Regions from separate parts of the Sus scrofa genome. Here region 1 is linked to region 2. A link is a contact called in public HiChIP or PLAC-seq data. All regions are on one chromosome and are shown on one strand. Each heading gives the region's core, a stretch centred on a gene start, on an enhancer-like site or on the middle of the called end of the contact. The rest is flanking DNA. Distances are from core to core; before and after follow the strand shown.

The links. HiChIP or PLAC-seq counts read pairs in DNA pulled down with a chosen protein or histone mark.
Region 1: an H3K27ac HiChIP or PLAC-seq map of alveolar macrophages shows a contact between it and region 2. The contact joins two enhancer-like sites. A contact is called at or near these places in 1 of 47 Hi-C or Micro-C datasets (embryonic fibroblasts) and 1 of 2 datasets of contacts at active chromatin or transcription factors (alveolar macrophages).

Annotation. Positions count from the first base shown.
Region 1 is chr8:137,797,133-137,804,382 of Sscrofa11.1, forward strand. ANTXR2 (anthrax toxin receptor 2) reads left to right here. Exons shown (of 17, transcript XM_003129371.6): 12 at 2,539-2,634. Among named protein-coding and RNA genes, the nearest start is that of ANTXR2, 72 kb to the left of the region's middle. Within about 2 kb of position 2,604, at least 17 of the 83 cell types and tissues checked have an H3K27ac peak or open chromatin away from gene starts, as enhancers often do. A contact at or near this core is called in alveolar macrophages and embryonic fibroblasts, where this site is marked.
Region 2 is chr8:137,664,580-137,672,156 of Sscrofa11.1, forward strand. No RefSeq gene overlaps it. Among named protein-coding and RNA genes, the nearest start is that of PRDM8, 57 kb to the left of the region's middle. Within about 2 kb of position 3,307, at least 22 of the 83 cell types and tissues checked have an H3K27ac peak or open chromatin away from gene starts, as enhancers often do. A contact at or near this core is called in alveolar macrophages and embryonic fibroblasts, where this site is marked.

The sequences.
Region 1 (7,250 bases), core at 1,354-3,853, 130 kb after region 2:
GAAGGTCGATGGGACCCCTTGAAAGTCGTGCAGCGGGGCGAATGGCGAGCCGGTTCCAAGGATGCTGTGGCGTGGGCCTCACGTGGGAAAGGCCTGGCGAGGACTGCTGAGCACGCGTGGCCGGGCACTGGCCGGGGGGCCTTGTCTTTGGAGGGGAATCATGAATTTATACATTTGACGACATTTCTCCCGCAGCACGTCAGAGCTGCCATGTATTTCTTCGACATTCTCTTCCTGCCGTGCTCTTAGTTGTCTAGATTTTAGAGCTTAGCGTGGTCAAGCCTGTGGAGAGTTGCAGGAGTTGCTCGTGAATGTTTAGAATTCTGTACAGAAAGGTGCGCTATTGAGTATTTTCTTTTTTTTTTTTTGCTATTTCTTGGGCCGCTCCCGCGGCATATGGAGGTTCCCAGGCTAGGGGTCCAATCGGAGCTGTAGCCACCAGCCTACGCCAGAGCCACAGCAACACGGGATCCGAGCCGCGTCTGCAACCTACACCACAGCTCACAGCAACGCCGGATCGTTAACCCGCTGAGCAAGGGCAGGGACCGAACCCGCAACCTCATGGTTCCTAGTTGGATTCGCTAACCACTGCGCCATGGCGGGAACTCCAGTATTTTCTTCAGTAGCCTGATGTGTGCTCTGAATTACTTTCTTTGGTTTTGAGGGCAGAACATTTAAATATTTTCCTGGAAATTCTCTTAAAGTATTTATCTTCTCTCTCTCTCACTCACACACACACTCACACACACAACTTTCTTGTGTAAGACACTGATGTAGATGTTTAGGCTTTATCAGTTATCGCATGTTGAGATTACATGTTCATTTCAGCAAACGTACATCAAGAAATTCTAGATGAGTGCATGTCTTTTTATTTCTCATATTTTAAATTCCTTATGGTAATTGTCATGTGAGAGCATCTTTGAGTGCCTTAAGAATGCTCTACTAGCAAACAGTAGAGCTCTATGAAGGTTGTGTGTATGTGAAGTTTCTGTAGTTATTTTCATTGTCTTCTGAAAAATAAATGAAGTAATCAAGGATTCTGGGCGATATTTTGGTGGTGTCTGTTTTGGTTCATTTGCAGCCTAACGTAGCTGTAGAAATAGCTTGTATGATTTTTCCCTCTTATATCCAGATGCAAAGTTAGAAATCAAAGCACCGCTGTAATTGTTCATGTATACTTGCTTCTTAATCTTTTCCTAAAAATTTCTGAAATTAATGAATGTTTTATACTCTATACTGCTCTGAGAATTATTTTAAAGTTATTTTTAGTAAATTTATTAAAACTGAAAGTAATTATAGCAGTTACAGCGGATAGCAATCAATGTCTTTGAAAACTGAGACGTTCCCATTGTGGCTCAGCGGGTTAAGAACCCAGCTAGTGTACATGAGGATGCAGTTTGGTCGCTCACCTCGCCCAGCGGATTAAGGATCGCCAGGAGCTGCAGTGTAGGTCAAAGACGTGGCTCGGATCTGCTGTGGCTGTGGCTGTGCCCATGCGCTTAGTAAACAGAGGGAGATACCAAGCGCGGTCTGCCTGGGTAGGGAAGTCGGACGTGGGCCCTGCCTTCCTAGAGCTCACAGTGAATGTGAAAAAGGCAAATGAGGTAAATAATGGCATCTCAGCATAAATAAATATGCGCAGACACCCATCAAGAGACCGTGATAAATGCTAAAGGTTAAAGAACAGAGAACCATGCCCTTATGGCGAAGAGGGGCATTTTCTAGCTGGAGGTACAAGGAAGGCTTCCCCAGGAAGGGACTTAAGCTAAGCCCTGTAGGATGAACAGGGAGCCGGTAGACGAAGAGGGTTGGGCCTTGGCAGCAGAGCCCAGAGCAGGGCAGAGTCTTTGGGCCGGAGGAGCTGGGCGTTAGGAGGTGAAAACCCCAGCGTGGTTCTCGTGTGGGTGGCACTCGAGCTGCCCTCAGAGATCTGACCTGTGAAGGTGTGAGGTTGCATTTACCCGGCCGCACACGTTCCACTTGCCGAGAACCGTTGTTGCTGCATCGTCACCTGCTTGGTGATTTTTGATATTCATCTTGTCCTGTCATTTGAACACACAAACAAATAGTGTTCCGTTTTCGCAAAGTCTGGGGAAGTGCTGCCTGGAGGTAATCATGCTTGTAACCAGAAGAATCCTCCCCAGAGACAGACAGGGCCGCAGGGACCATGCGAACAGCTCCAAATTGTGGTTTTGCTTGCCTTATGTTTCTTCAAGGCATAATTCAAAACACTTTGGAAGATTTCATATTTATTGTGGCCTGTCTTAACATAGTATATGTGAAATAAATGTAAGGGAATTTAATACAAATAAATTATAGTATATTTAATATATAAGTGTAATAAAAAGGAATATCATATAAATAGGATATAAGGTAATTTATACAATTTAAAGAATTTAAAGAAATGCAGTTGAAATCCGGTTTGACATTTTGTTGCTTTCTGTATTACTTTCTGCTGTTTCCTTAAAAAAAAAGTGTGTTTGGGATTTGATCCTTAACTTTGCTGACTGCCTTGCTTTTGTTTTCTGCTTCCTCTAGTCTAATGGGATTGCAGCCGTCATCGCTATTTTGGTGTTACTGCTACTCCTGGGTATCGGTTTGATGTGGTGGTTTTGGCCCCTTTGCTGCAAAGTGGTGAGTAAGAAAGACTTGCAGACCTACAACACTGAGGTATAAAGTCAGGCTGAAGTGTGAGTCAGTGCCACATTGTGCAACAGCAGAGTCTCAATTAGCAAAGTGAATTTTAACAATTTTTATCACTATAATAAAATTCCATTCATGCATTCCAGAGAATGTTTATTATGAACATTTATTCATCCAGAAGACACTTTGCAATCAGGTTTGGGGGAAGAAGGGGAGAAGAAGGTAGGAGAGGTTATGGGATGAAGGGTTTTCTGCTCCAGTGCAAAAGAACTTCACGTGAGTTGATGTGTTCTGCCGGATTAATTGAGAGAGGTTGGTAATCGGTCAGGGTTTTTTGGTTTTGATTTTTTTAGCGTTTATCGAATGTTTCGTTACCTCTTTGAAAGCTCTGCTATTTTAGGACCTTCTCTCTTTGCCTCTTGGAAAAAACATTTTTGAAATAAGTCACGTCAAGGAGAACAGACTTGTGCTTGCCACGAAGAGAGAGGGTGGGAAAGGGATGAAATGGGAGTTTGGGATTAGTGGATACAAACCGGTATATAAGGAGCATATCGACAGCAAGGTCCTCTTGCACAGCACAGGGAACTATAGTCAATATCCTGTGATAAAAGCACATTGGAAAAGAAGATGAAAGAGAATAAATGTATGAGAAACTGAGTCACTTTGCTGTACACGGGACGCTAACACAACACTGTAAATTAACTAGACTTCAATAAAAAAAGCAAGAAGTCTTGTGCAAATGTTAGGATATTTGTTAAACAGTCACTTTGATGTTATGACAGTTGGTTTTAGGTTGTGTCATTTTTCGACTGTGAGGAAGACCTGAAAGCATCCGGGTGTGTATAACCTTTTTGTTGCGACCGTAACAGACTGCCGCACATCTGGTAGCTTAGAGCCACACCAGTGTAAACTGCTACGTAATCGCCTCCAGCATGGGTCCCACTGGGCTAAATTCAGGTGTCGATAGGGCTGCATTCCTCTCTCCTGCTGTTGAGAGAATCTGCTCTCTCGCCTCCTCCATCTCCTAGAGGCCACCGCTGTTCCTTGCTGCACGGGCCCCTTCTCCTCCTTTGAAGCCGGCCAGCTTGCGTCTTTGCGACCATTTCTCTGTAATCACTGGTCCCTCTGACTCTGAACCCCTGGGAAAGGGACCACGTGATTAGGTTGGACGCATCTGAATAATCCAGGATAATCTCCCATCTCAGGATCCTAGCAAAGTCTCTGGCCCTTTAAGGCAATTTCGTCACAGTTCCAAGGAATTAGGGTGTGGACATGGTTACAGAACTGTGATTCTTCCTACCACAGGGTGGAAGGTTGAGTAATAAACATGAGCACATTTCAAGCAATGCAACTTGGACTGTCCAGACTTCATAGGAAAGGGAATCCCACCTTCTTTTGATAGCACGCCTTTTCTTCCCAGCACATTGTATGGAATGCTGTCACCTGTAGGTCACTAGTGTTTTACGTGACTGTGTTTTCTTCTCCTTACCTTTGTTCATTGATTTCGACTTTCTTGCAACTTCAGGCAGTGCTTTGTTTTACTCCTGCATTGCGTTTCAGTCTGCTTCCATGAGGCAACTTTGCAGTCCTTTATCTCAGAGCAGTTGGCCCAGGGAGGAGGCACAGAATTAACTGCGACACCAGTGGAGACAAGAAGTGTGCTATCTCTTTGCTGAACTAATCAGTTTCCTGCCGTAGCAATTTCTGCTCAGTTTCCTGTTGTAATCTTGATTATCTTAGGGTGATTTTTAGGCGAGCGAGCATTCTTGAGTCTCAAGTTAAAGAGCAAAAAGGCACCTTCATGTGATCCATGGTCCTTGTTTTTTTTTTTTTTTTTTTTTTTTTAATTTAAACTTCACCGTGGCAGATTTCCTTCTTGCATTATTTTGCAGTTTCATTTAATATTGATCAGAGGGCTCGAAAGTGTCAAAGCATTTTGATTTTTCACAAAGACACGTCCTGCTGTACAGCACAGGGACTGTACCTAGTCACCTGTGATGGAACGCGGGGGAGGGGAATGTGGCAGAAAGAGTGTGTATATACGTGTGACTGGATCTCCACGCCGGATGGCCGAAAGGGACAGCATGTCCTAAGTCAGCTATAGTTAAACAGTCAAAAAAATAAAAGGCGGCTGTGGAAGACTGCAGCGAGCTTCTCCGGGAGGCGCCGGACGCGCTCAGTGACGTCTCCACCCTCATGCTGGATGTTGCAGAAAAGGATTCGGTGGCCAGGCGGTGAGCGTAGAGCCCTCCCGTCCCTGTCCCTGCCGGTGGCGAATCAAATCAGGCGTGCTTCTTTGTGCGAGGCACCCTGGGGCAGCATGAAGGTGTATCTCCAGGAAGTCAGAAGGGCTTCCTCTTCTCAGAAACAGCATGTGCTTACTCATTTCTGGAGCGTTTACTTCCTAGAGAGAACCGTCTTTATTTTACACTTAGAAATAGACTGAAGAGCAGCCAGCCCTGAGAACGAGCTTGTCTTTAGGTCTAGGAATAAATGAACCCTAGCAAATGGTTCCTAAAGTAAGTTTAAAAACAGGGAGACGGGGAGTTCCTGTCGTGGAGCAGTGGTTAACCAACCCAACGAGGAACCATGAGATTGCGGGTTCAGTCCCTGGGCTTGCTCAGTGGGTTAAGGATCCAGCGTTGCTGTGAACTGTGGTGTAGGCCGGTGGCAACAGCTCCGATTAGACCCCCAGCCTGGGGACCTCCATATGCCGTGGGTGTAGCCCTGGAAAAGACAAAAAAGACAAACAAACAAAAATCCCCAAGAAACCCCAGGGAGATGGTAGAGGCGGCATTCTGCATTCAGCCCTTAGCACTGTCACATGTGCCAGAACTGTGCCAGGAGCTGGGGACACGGCAACGACGATTATATAATCATTACGTGATTAGCACGTTTTCCTGTGAAGCCCAGAACCGTGGGCGAAGTGTGGACGGAGGTTGAAGCTTATAAATGGAGGCGTGTGTCCCGGTAGCAAGATGTGTGAGGAGCACAAAGGAAGAGGGTTTTGCCAGAGTTAAGGGGTTGTTTCAGGGAAGTGGAGCCGGGCTGCTGACTCCCAACCGAGTTTTGAATGTAGTGAGACACCGCAGTTGAAGAGGGGCTGTCCCCTGAAGCGTGTGGACTGACATGAGTTACTCAGGCACGCTTCTGGAAGGGCCAGGCTGAGGCCTAGCGTGTCAGGGAAAGGGGGCCACTCCTGTGTCTTTGAGGACATTTGTACTCACCCCAGGGATGATAAGAAGCCACTGGAAAGATTTGATCAGTGTAATCCCCTAAAAGAAGTTTTGCTGGCTTGGTGTGGTGCTGGGTCTGGTCCTGGTGGGGGTTAAACCATCCAGCTGAGTTCCGTCAATAATTGAAACGCAAGGCCAGTGGCAGAGAGTGGGCCTTGGATGTGGCGGGGCGGGGGCGGGGGGCACCGCCTGGGGTGGGGAGTGGGTGCAGACTGCCCTCGGGCAAGAGGCTGCAGAGATGTATTATGCCAGACGAGGAACAGAGCCAGTGTTTTGTAGCAGCTGTAGGTGGAGTGCAGCCTTTAACATAAAGAGGACCCGGCCTGAGCTGTGTCGAGTGCGCACGGAAGCTCTGTGCGCCTGGGAGAGAGGAGGCGGCGGTTTGAAAACGGGGCGAGGAGACCTAACCTCGTGAACACAGAGCTCCCGAGGGCACCAGAGGGGGGTGGTTCAGCGGCAGGGGGTCCACTTCATTATGCTTAGAGACTGTATTTCTGCCCTGCTCACGTCAGAATGTGGTTCATGAAACAGTTCTTAGCAGCATTAACTTGTTTAGGAATCCCTTTGCTCTTTGCCTATTGTTACCAGTAATTCTGCTTTTTAAGGGGCAATGGAATGCATTCATCTCAGCTTTGCTCTTGGGCAAACTTCTTTTGCTTGTCTTTTAAGTCTTGGGGCCAGTATTTCACCTCCTACCTGAAATATGACTCAACAGCTTAAAGCGTCCGTTTTCGGGCACATTTGCATCATGTCAGCAGCCCCTCCTTGAGAATGGCATGCTCAGAAGGTCTTATCAAGGTAGAAATCCTGGAGGAAAAAAACCCCGAGCTGGAGGCGCCAATGTCTGTCACTCGTTCTTCATTCAGTCATTTCATATGTTTTTAAAGTATCTTGCGAAATAATTTAGCCATTCCTTGTTTAGAGATTAAAATTTCACCCACGTCTCATTAGTGGCTCAGAGATGACAGAGTGGCTTCTCTCTTGGGCGGTGGTTCTCCGTTTCTTTTCTGCTCCTCGTACCTGGACAGCCCTCAGGGCAGCAGCTGCCCGATTCCCACTCGCGGCGCTTCTCTCGAGGGGAGAGGATGGCTGGATGAGACACGCCCAGGCTGCCCGACAGACCCTCGAGAGGAGGTCTTAGCTCCTTGAAACCATGGATGGTATCTTTTATGGCAAAAAGGGCTTCACCAATACGATTAAACTAGGGCTCTTGAAATAGGGAGACGATCCAGGATGACGTAAGTGGGCCCCACAGGCCGGCACAAGTGTCCTTGTAAGAGGGAGGCAGAGGAGAGAAGACCCCCGGGCAGGGGAAGGCAGCGCAGTGGTGGAGGCGAAGATTGGCGTGATGCCGGCCGGTACCAGGCAGGG
Region 2 (7,577 bases), core at 2,057-4,556:
CGAAAAAAAACTTTTTCCATATTTTCTCTAAAACTTAATAATAGTATTAGCCCTTTTCCTACAACTGCACAAGTGTATGAACCTCTAATGCTTAAAATTTTGTTTCTAACACTCTTTACCACTGAGGGGAATCACAACTCACACAGTTGCTGTTTCAGTCTTAAAGCAGAAAAAAGGATTGGAAACAGCAGGTTTAAAATGTGTAGTTTTCTTGGAATTCCCTTCTGGCTCAGTGGGTTGAGAATCTGGTGGTGTCGTTGCTGCAGCATGGGTCATTGCTGCGACGTGGGCTTGATCTCTGCCTCTGGAACTTCCCCATGCCACAGGCATGGCCAAACAAAAAGCCACATAGTTTCATTAGAGAGCAAAAAATGTTTATGAATGTCATGGGCTGAAGACTAAAAGGAGAAAGAAACTAATAAAGTTCAAGTCTTGAAAATCTGAACTTCCAAACATAATATAATTAATTTAATTGACATGTGGATTGTGTGAAAGCCTGTGAATTCATAATGACATGCCAAAAAGTTGTAACTATGAAAAACTTGAAAAAAGCGTGAAAATATAGGATTTAAAAAAATTATTTCGATATGTAGAGAAAAGCTTTGTCCTTTTTATATCTGCATATGGATTTTAAAATTATAGTTAGGTTTGCCTCTTTCTGAGTAATGAGAGAAGAGTGAATACAGAAAATAGTGAGTTGAACCGATGATCAGTCCTGGTGGTTCCTCAGGTACTGATGACTAACCAGTAGTCACACCCACAGTAACCAAGGGGAGTAAGGCTTCGCCTGCGCACGGGGATGGCAGATAAGCCAGATGTTCCACCAAGGAGCTGTGCCTTCTTCAGCTGAGCGGCGAAACTCTTAGATGACTCTCGGGATCGTAGCGATGCAGCCGAGACAGCAGTACCCCTCCGGTTGTTGCGGGCAGGTTTCTAAGGTGACGCTTGCCCCCCGGAATTGTATCCTTGCCCGACCCTCTTCCTTGGAGTGAGGGCCTTGCCAAGTCATTCCGTCTAATAAATAGAACCCAGCAAAAGCGATGCTGTCTCTTCCTAGATTCGTTTTAAAAAGACCGACTTGGCATCACTGTCTCTTTCTGGCCTTCTTGGCTTGCTCCTCTGATGAGGCCAGCTGCCATGTCATGAGCTGCCCTGCACAGAAGCCATGTGGCAAGACGCTAAGGGTAACCTCTGGCCAACAGCCAGCGAAGAGCTGAGACCCTCAGTCCTACAGCCAGGAGAATTCCACCAACAATCCAATGAACGGGCCGAGAACTCATTCAGATAAGCCTTGTGATGGCTGTTTCCCTGGCTAATGCCTGGACTGCAGCCTTTTTTTTAAAGTTTCCCCAATACATTATTTTTTTCTACTGTACGACATGGTGACCCAGTTACACATACATGTGTACATTCTTTTTTCTCCCATGATCGTGCAGTTGCAGCCTCATAAGAGACCCTGAGCCGCAGGCGCCACCAAGCCACGCCCACATCCCGACCCTCAGCAACTGTGAGCTGACCAATAGCTGGCGGTGCTGTAACCCCGAGGTTTCAGAGTGATTCATTATGTGGCAACGGATAATTAACAGGCCTGCAATGGCAAGGTCAGAGGAATGACGTTTACATGCATTCTTGTCCCATGTCCCAGCAAGGAATCTGTGGCAGATAATCTGGAGTTTGCTAATTGGGCTAGAAACGACTCTTTTTCATTCTGTTGACTGTTCTGCTAAGAAGATATATTCTCTAAACTCACTGTAAATCTTATACAAAAAGGATGGAGTTCCCGTTGTGGCGCAGTGCTTAACAAACCCGACTGGAAAGAAAACAAGAAAATCTAATAATAGTAGATTTAATTGAGCTTTTTTGTTTTGTTTTGTTTTTTGTCTTTTCTAGGGCTGCACTCACGGCATATGGAGGTTCCCAGGCTAGGGGCTGAATTGGAGCTGTAGCTGCCAGCCTACACCACAGCTACAGCAACGCCGGATCCGAGCCGCATCTGCGATCTACACCATAGCTCACGGCAATGGTGGATCCTCAACCCCACTGATCAAGGGCAGGGACTGAACCTGCATCCTCATGGATACTAGTTGGGTTCGTTAACCACTGAACCACAAGGTAACGCCCAGAATTTTAAGTGCCTATGAACTGTTCATGACTCCTGGCCATCTTCCTCCAGTGTAAATGAGAGTGACTTCTAGAGACACTTCATGTTACCTTTCATTTCTTAGTAACCAAGATTCATAGCCAAGATTATTTCTGAATTATCTTTGAATGGTCATTATTCAAACTGGATAATATTAACTATTGGTCAAAAATCAAAGATGAGTTTTTTGGATATTGGGTATATTATTGAACCGGTTATTGCTGGGTGACTAAAGCCCAACCCTGCTGGAGGACCTTGTGGAATCAGGTAAAACAATACACTTTTTCTCTAAAATATAGGAAGCCGGAGTTCCTGTCGTGGCGCAGTGGCAACAAATCTGACCGGCATCCATGAGGATGCAGGTCGATCCCTGGCCCCACTTAGTAGGTTAAGGATCAGGCGTTGCCATGAGCTGTGGTGTAAGTGGCAGATGCAGCCTGCATCCCATGTTTCTGTGGCTGTAGTGCAGGTGAATGGCTACAGCTCCAATTCAGCCCCTAGCCTGGGAACTCCCATATGCCGTGTGTGTGGCCTGAAAATAAATAAATAAATAAAATAATATAAAATAAAATAAAATACAGGAAGCCAAGACTTTTTCCAGCGACTGTCCCCATTTGGTTGAGAGTTATCCTTGGCACTCCTTGCATTTCTGGCTGCCCAGGAACTCCAGTTCAAGTGAAAGAATTAAAAAAGAAACTCTTGAGCTAATGGTGGCCTGTAATTATTTTGTGGTCTCCCATGTTATGTTCAAATTCACTTTAACAAATAGACACTTCCCCCCTCAGAGAAGGTAGAGGTGCTTTGCCCGTAGAGATGGCAGGGGCTGTGGGATGTGGCATGGTGTCTCAGCTGGCGACAGATCCAGAGGCGCTTCTTCCAGCACATGCTGGAGGGAGACGTTTTGCTTTCTCCCCACTCCTGAGGTCTCATTCCACATGGAAGGTGTTCGGTTCGTGTGAGGGTCTTGTCCTCTGTCTGTGCCCTTCCTGTCCCCTTAGAGAGGAGAGCGTGATTTATCTGATGAGTTTGGAAGGAGAAGCTGGGCAAGTGAATTTGTTCTTCTCAGCTCTCATTTCTCTTGGGAATCTAGCTGCACAGAAAGCACACACACACACAGTTTGACTCCTCCCGGGGTAAGCTTTGCAGGGCAGGCCTCTCTACTCAGGTGGCAGATTATTCCCTGTGGTCGAATGACTAAGGATAAGGAAAGTCCCTGGCCTGTAAGCCAGTCTTGAGTAATAAAAGCGATATTTCGATTTCCATTTGTTTTCTCTTAGTTCAGAACATGGTTACAAAAAGAAGAGTGCTATCTGTTATTCCCAGTCCAGCATTGTTCTGTCTTCAAGTCATAGAAACAGTTTGAAGTTTCCTTTCCTTTTGGTTCAGTTTGCTTAAAAACGGCAGTGTGGTGCTGACTTCTTGTTACGCGTGTACTTCCTCTTCCACAAACCTTACGTCTCCAGCTCGGTCTTTTACGAAATCGGGCATGTATTTCGCCACTTTGTTCGAACTGCAACATGCTTTTAGTCATTCTTCTATGATTTTACTTCCTCACAAAAGTTATTCATTTTAGCATCCTTAGTGGACAGTAGTTACTTCGATTTGTTCATAACGTTTGGGCTACCTGTGGTTGACTTTGCTGAGGGCTACGATGACGGGTTGCCTTTGGTTTCCTTGTTTATGATTTTTATTTTCTCCATTATGGTTGCTTTGCAGTATTCTGTCAAAGTGACCCAGTCATATATATATATATATATATATATATATATATATTTTTTTTTTTTTTTCCCCTCACCTTATCCCCCATCATGTTCCATCACAAGTGACTGGGTATAGTTCCCTGTTCTGTTCAGCAGGACCTCACTGCTTATCCACTCCAAGAGTCTGGGATTAATAGATGCAAACCATTGCCTTTTATTTTCCGTGTATTAAAATGGACTGTTCGATGACAAGTGTGTGGATGACTCTGATAGACAGATACCGAGATCCCTTGGGTTCCCTTAAAGCAGAGATTGTGACAAGGGTGCTGCTGGCTTATTCGACTGGGGGTTGGGTTGGGGGTCTGGCTAGACTCTAGGAGGCTGGGGCAGGAAGGAGGGCAAGGCGACAGACAGTGTCGGTATTCCCGCTCTTTGCCCCTGGGTCCCGGTTCTCCTGTGAGGACCAGTGGAGAATATGCCCTCAGAACTGTTCCTCCAGAGGACGGGAGACCCAGGGGCCAGGTCCTCTGCCTAGTGGCCCTGCTCCTCAGTGGATGGTTGCCCTTGGCAGAATGAACTGCCCCCACCTTCTGGGCTGCTCTCGTGTGGGCAGAGCGAAGGAAGGTCGTGTACAGAGCAGGGACTTGAGGCGGCTGGGGATGCTTGCCGTAGGCACGGAATCTGTCCGCCGTGGCTTCGGCTGACACCAGGGTGAACTGAAGGGGTGGGGCACAGGGCTCTGCTGTGGGTGTTACCCAGGAAATATTCAACATAGTCAAAAGAGAGCAACCAATTGCTAAATTCATCCCATCAGTAAGTCCTGGAACTGTTGACCTGGTCCAGCTGAACAACTGTTTGGTTTTTCACAGATGATGTTGCTTTGAGTCCTGCCCAATTCCAGAGCAGCCAGGTGTGTGGGCGTCTTTACCTCCGTCCATCTATCCACCACTCTGTTGACCCGGCCGGTCCAGATGTCCTTTATGTTGTACTGGCTTTAAACTACTCGTGTGTAGTACTGCAGTAATAATTGTGTACTGACATTCATTCTTAATAGTGTAAATTGGTCCTTGTAAGGAAGTCTCTCCTCTTTCTCTTGTGTGTGTGTTTCTAGTACAAACCAAACATTTGTGACTTCAACATGGTGGTTATCGTGTAGTGACTTCCTTTACAAGAGTGAAGTCAGAGACTCCTAGATACAAAATCTGTATCCTCCTGAATGGTATTGAAAGGGAACGTAGACCATCCCTAGGGTGGGCACTGAGGCCAGCCAGAATCCAGGTAGGATGAGCAACTTATGCTCCAGGAAAAGAAAAATTCATCATTTATGGTCAGATTCTCTAGATTCAGTTTCTTCCTGTGTATTTGTGATGTTGCTGCCCTCCTGCCTTAAATAAAACCTTGTTGAAGCGTTTTAGTCCATTGTCTGTCATGCTCATGGATATTAAGGAAAAGATTTGGTGTTCACAATTGTCCCTTGATGCTGCGGGAAATAGCATCCATGTCTTATGTTCTGGTGATGGCTCATGAGTAAGGGACTCTCCAGTAGGAGACTCACTGGGGAGACTTTCTCTTATTTGTGTTTTCTTTCTTTCTTTCTTTCTTTCTCTTTCTTTCTTTCTTTCTTTCTCTCTTTCTCTCTTTCTCTCTTTCTCTCTCTCTCTCTCTCTCTCTCTCTCTCTCTTTTCTCTCTTTTCTCTCTTTTCTCTCCTTCCTTCCTTCCTTTTCTTTTTCCTGCAAGCAAGCAAAGTGTTTATTACGGGAAAGCAAACAGCACCCAGGACAGTTGGGAAGGAGAGTCCCCCCTCTATTGTTCTATGGAGGTTTTTATCCCTTAAAGATGGGGGTACCAACACGGGGTCCGGAGAGATGAGAGTCCCCCCTCTATTGTTCTATGGAGGTTTTTATCCCTTAAAGATGGGGGTACCAACATGGGGTCCGGAGAGATGTGGTTTTCTCCCATTGGCCTCGCCCAGTTACCAATATCAGTCCTTGTCCAATAGGCGTCTTAGGGGTGGAAATGTCCCCTAAGTCTCATGGTTTCTTTGCCCTTCTCTTCCCAAAGATTGAGGCACAGGGGCTTAGGGATTAATGTCCCTCTGGGTGCAGGTCCACTCCCTGCAGTAAACAAGGCCTGTGGAGATGCTACTCCCTGGAGCCCTTAAGCCGCACACGTTCATCATTGCACATCAAAGACGGCATCGCAGCCCCTGCTCCTCCACTGACGACCTGAGTTGTTATCCTGCCTCAGTCCTCCCCCTTGAGTTGGCGACTCTAATCCTGGGGCGGGGGGCAGTGGGCGACGACTGCTCTGACTGCTTCCTGCTGACGAGGGGCATCGTCAGGGGAAAGCAGTTAGGTCTCCACTCATGGGACGGTCGAGTGGGCTTCAGGGCATTGCACTGGGCACCCCTTCTATCACCATCTGAAGGCTGATAGCTTCTAATCGGGACGTAATGAAGCGAGAAATACAGTTAATTATACAGGGTCCGAATGAAAGGATCGTGGGCACATGAAGATTGTGGGGAGCAAGTGTTTCCACCAGGAGGAGGGGTCAGCCCGTTCCAGAGGCAGCTCCAAACGCCGGAGCTGGGTGGGACAGTTTATGAATCTGCTGCTGGAGATCTAGCCGGGCATCAGACACATTGTCTGAATAATCAGGAATATAGACACAATATTCGGATTTTATCATAGCACAGCTACCTCCTTGAGCTGCAGTGAGTATATCTAAGGCCATTCGGTTTTGTAGCACTACTTCTCTTATTTGTTGTTGTTCCATATTTAGGGTAGAAATAGCTTCTGCAGTATCATTAAGAGCTTGTGGAGTAAAATCAGTTAAGGCTTCCACCTGCAGCATTAGGTCAGTGGTTCCTAGTGAAGGCGTGAATGTCGTTGCTGAGGGCTCACACCCGTGGAACGCTGATCTGGTCCATTTAGCAGGTAAAGGGAGGGTCGGCTGGCGTTTGGCTCAGAGTTTTCATAGGGTTGCCATGAGCAAAAGCCAGTCCCAGAGCAGCGCCCTACCCATCCTGGGGCAGCCACGGCCCCAGATTAGTTCCTCACATCCAGTAAGTTCGTTCAGGGCTAGCAGTGTACTCGCCAGGATTAGATCCCCAGTCCGTTCCGGGCCACCTGGGAGTCTTGTCGGGATTGTGTGTGACCTGGATGATTTGTAAACAATGCTCTGTTGCTAAATAGCCTAAAGCTTTTAGCTCAGTCGAGGATGGGGGTCGTCCCCCAATCAGACGTAGGGTTTATTTTGCTCCCAGCAAATAGATGCGGGCTGGGTTAAATAATAAAAGGAGTGATGCGCATACATTGATCCCATATTTGATGCACTTGATTAAAATATCTAACCTGTATGATTTTTCGGATGTCTCTGCTGGCCGTGCAGTGTTTGTAGGCCGTTTCCTTGGTCCGTGTGTAACTGAAAGTTACCCGAGGTTGTTCTCCAGCGTCCGCCCGGAGCAGAATGTCGGCCACGGACGGAATACCGTAAGCAGTTCGCCAACTCTCTGGCTACCGCCTGTGCGAGTGAAGGAGGCAGCTCCAAATCCCCGAGGCAAAACAGTCCGAGTTATGTTTCCTTGCCAAAAGCACTATCCTCTGAGACCCGAGGCATGGCGGGGACTTATCCCAATTATAAGAACCCTAGAAGAACAGCGACTGTTCATCGGATGCAGCAGCCCCTGTACCAGGCGTGCAAAAGCCTGACGGGGTCGGCGCCTCATGCAAGACCT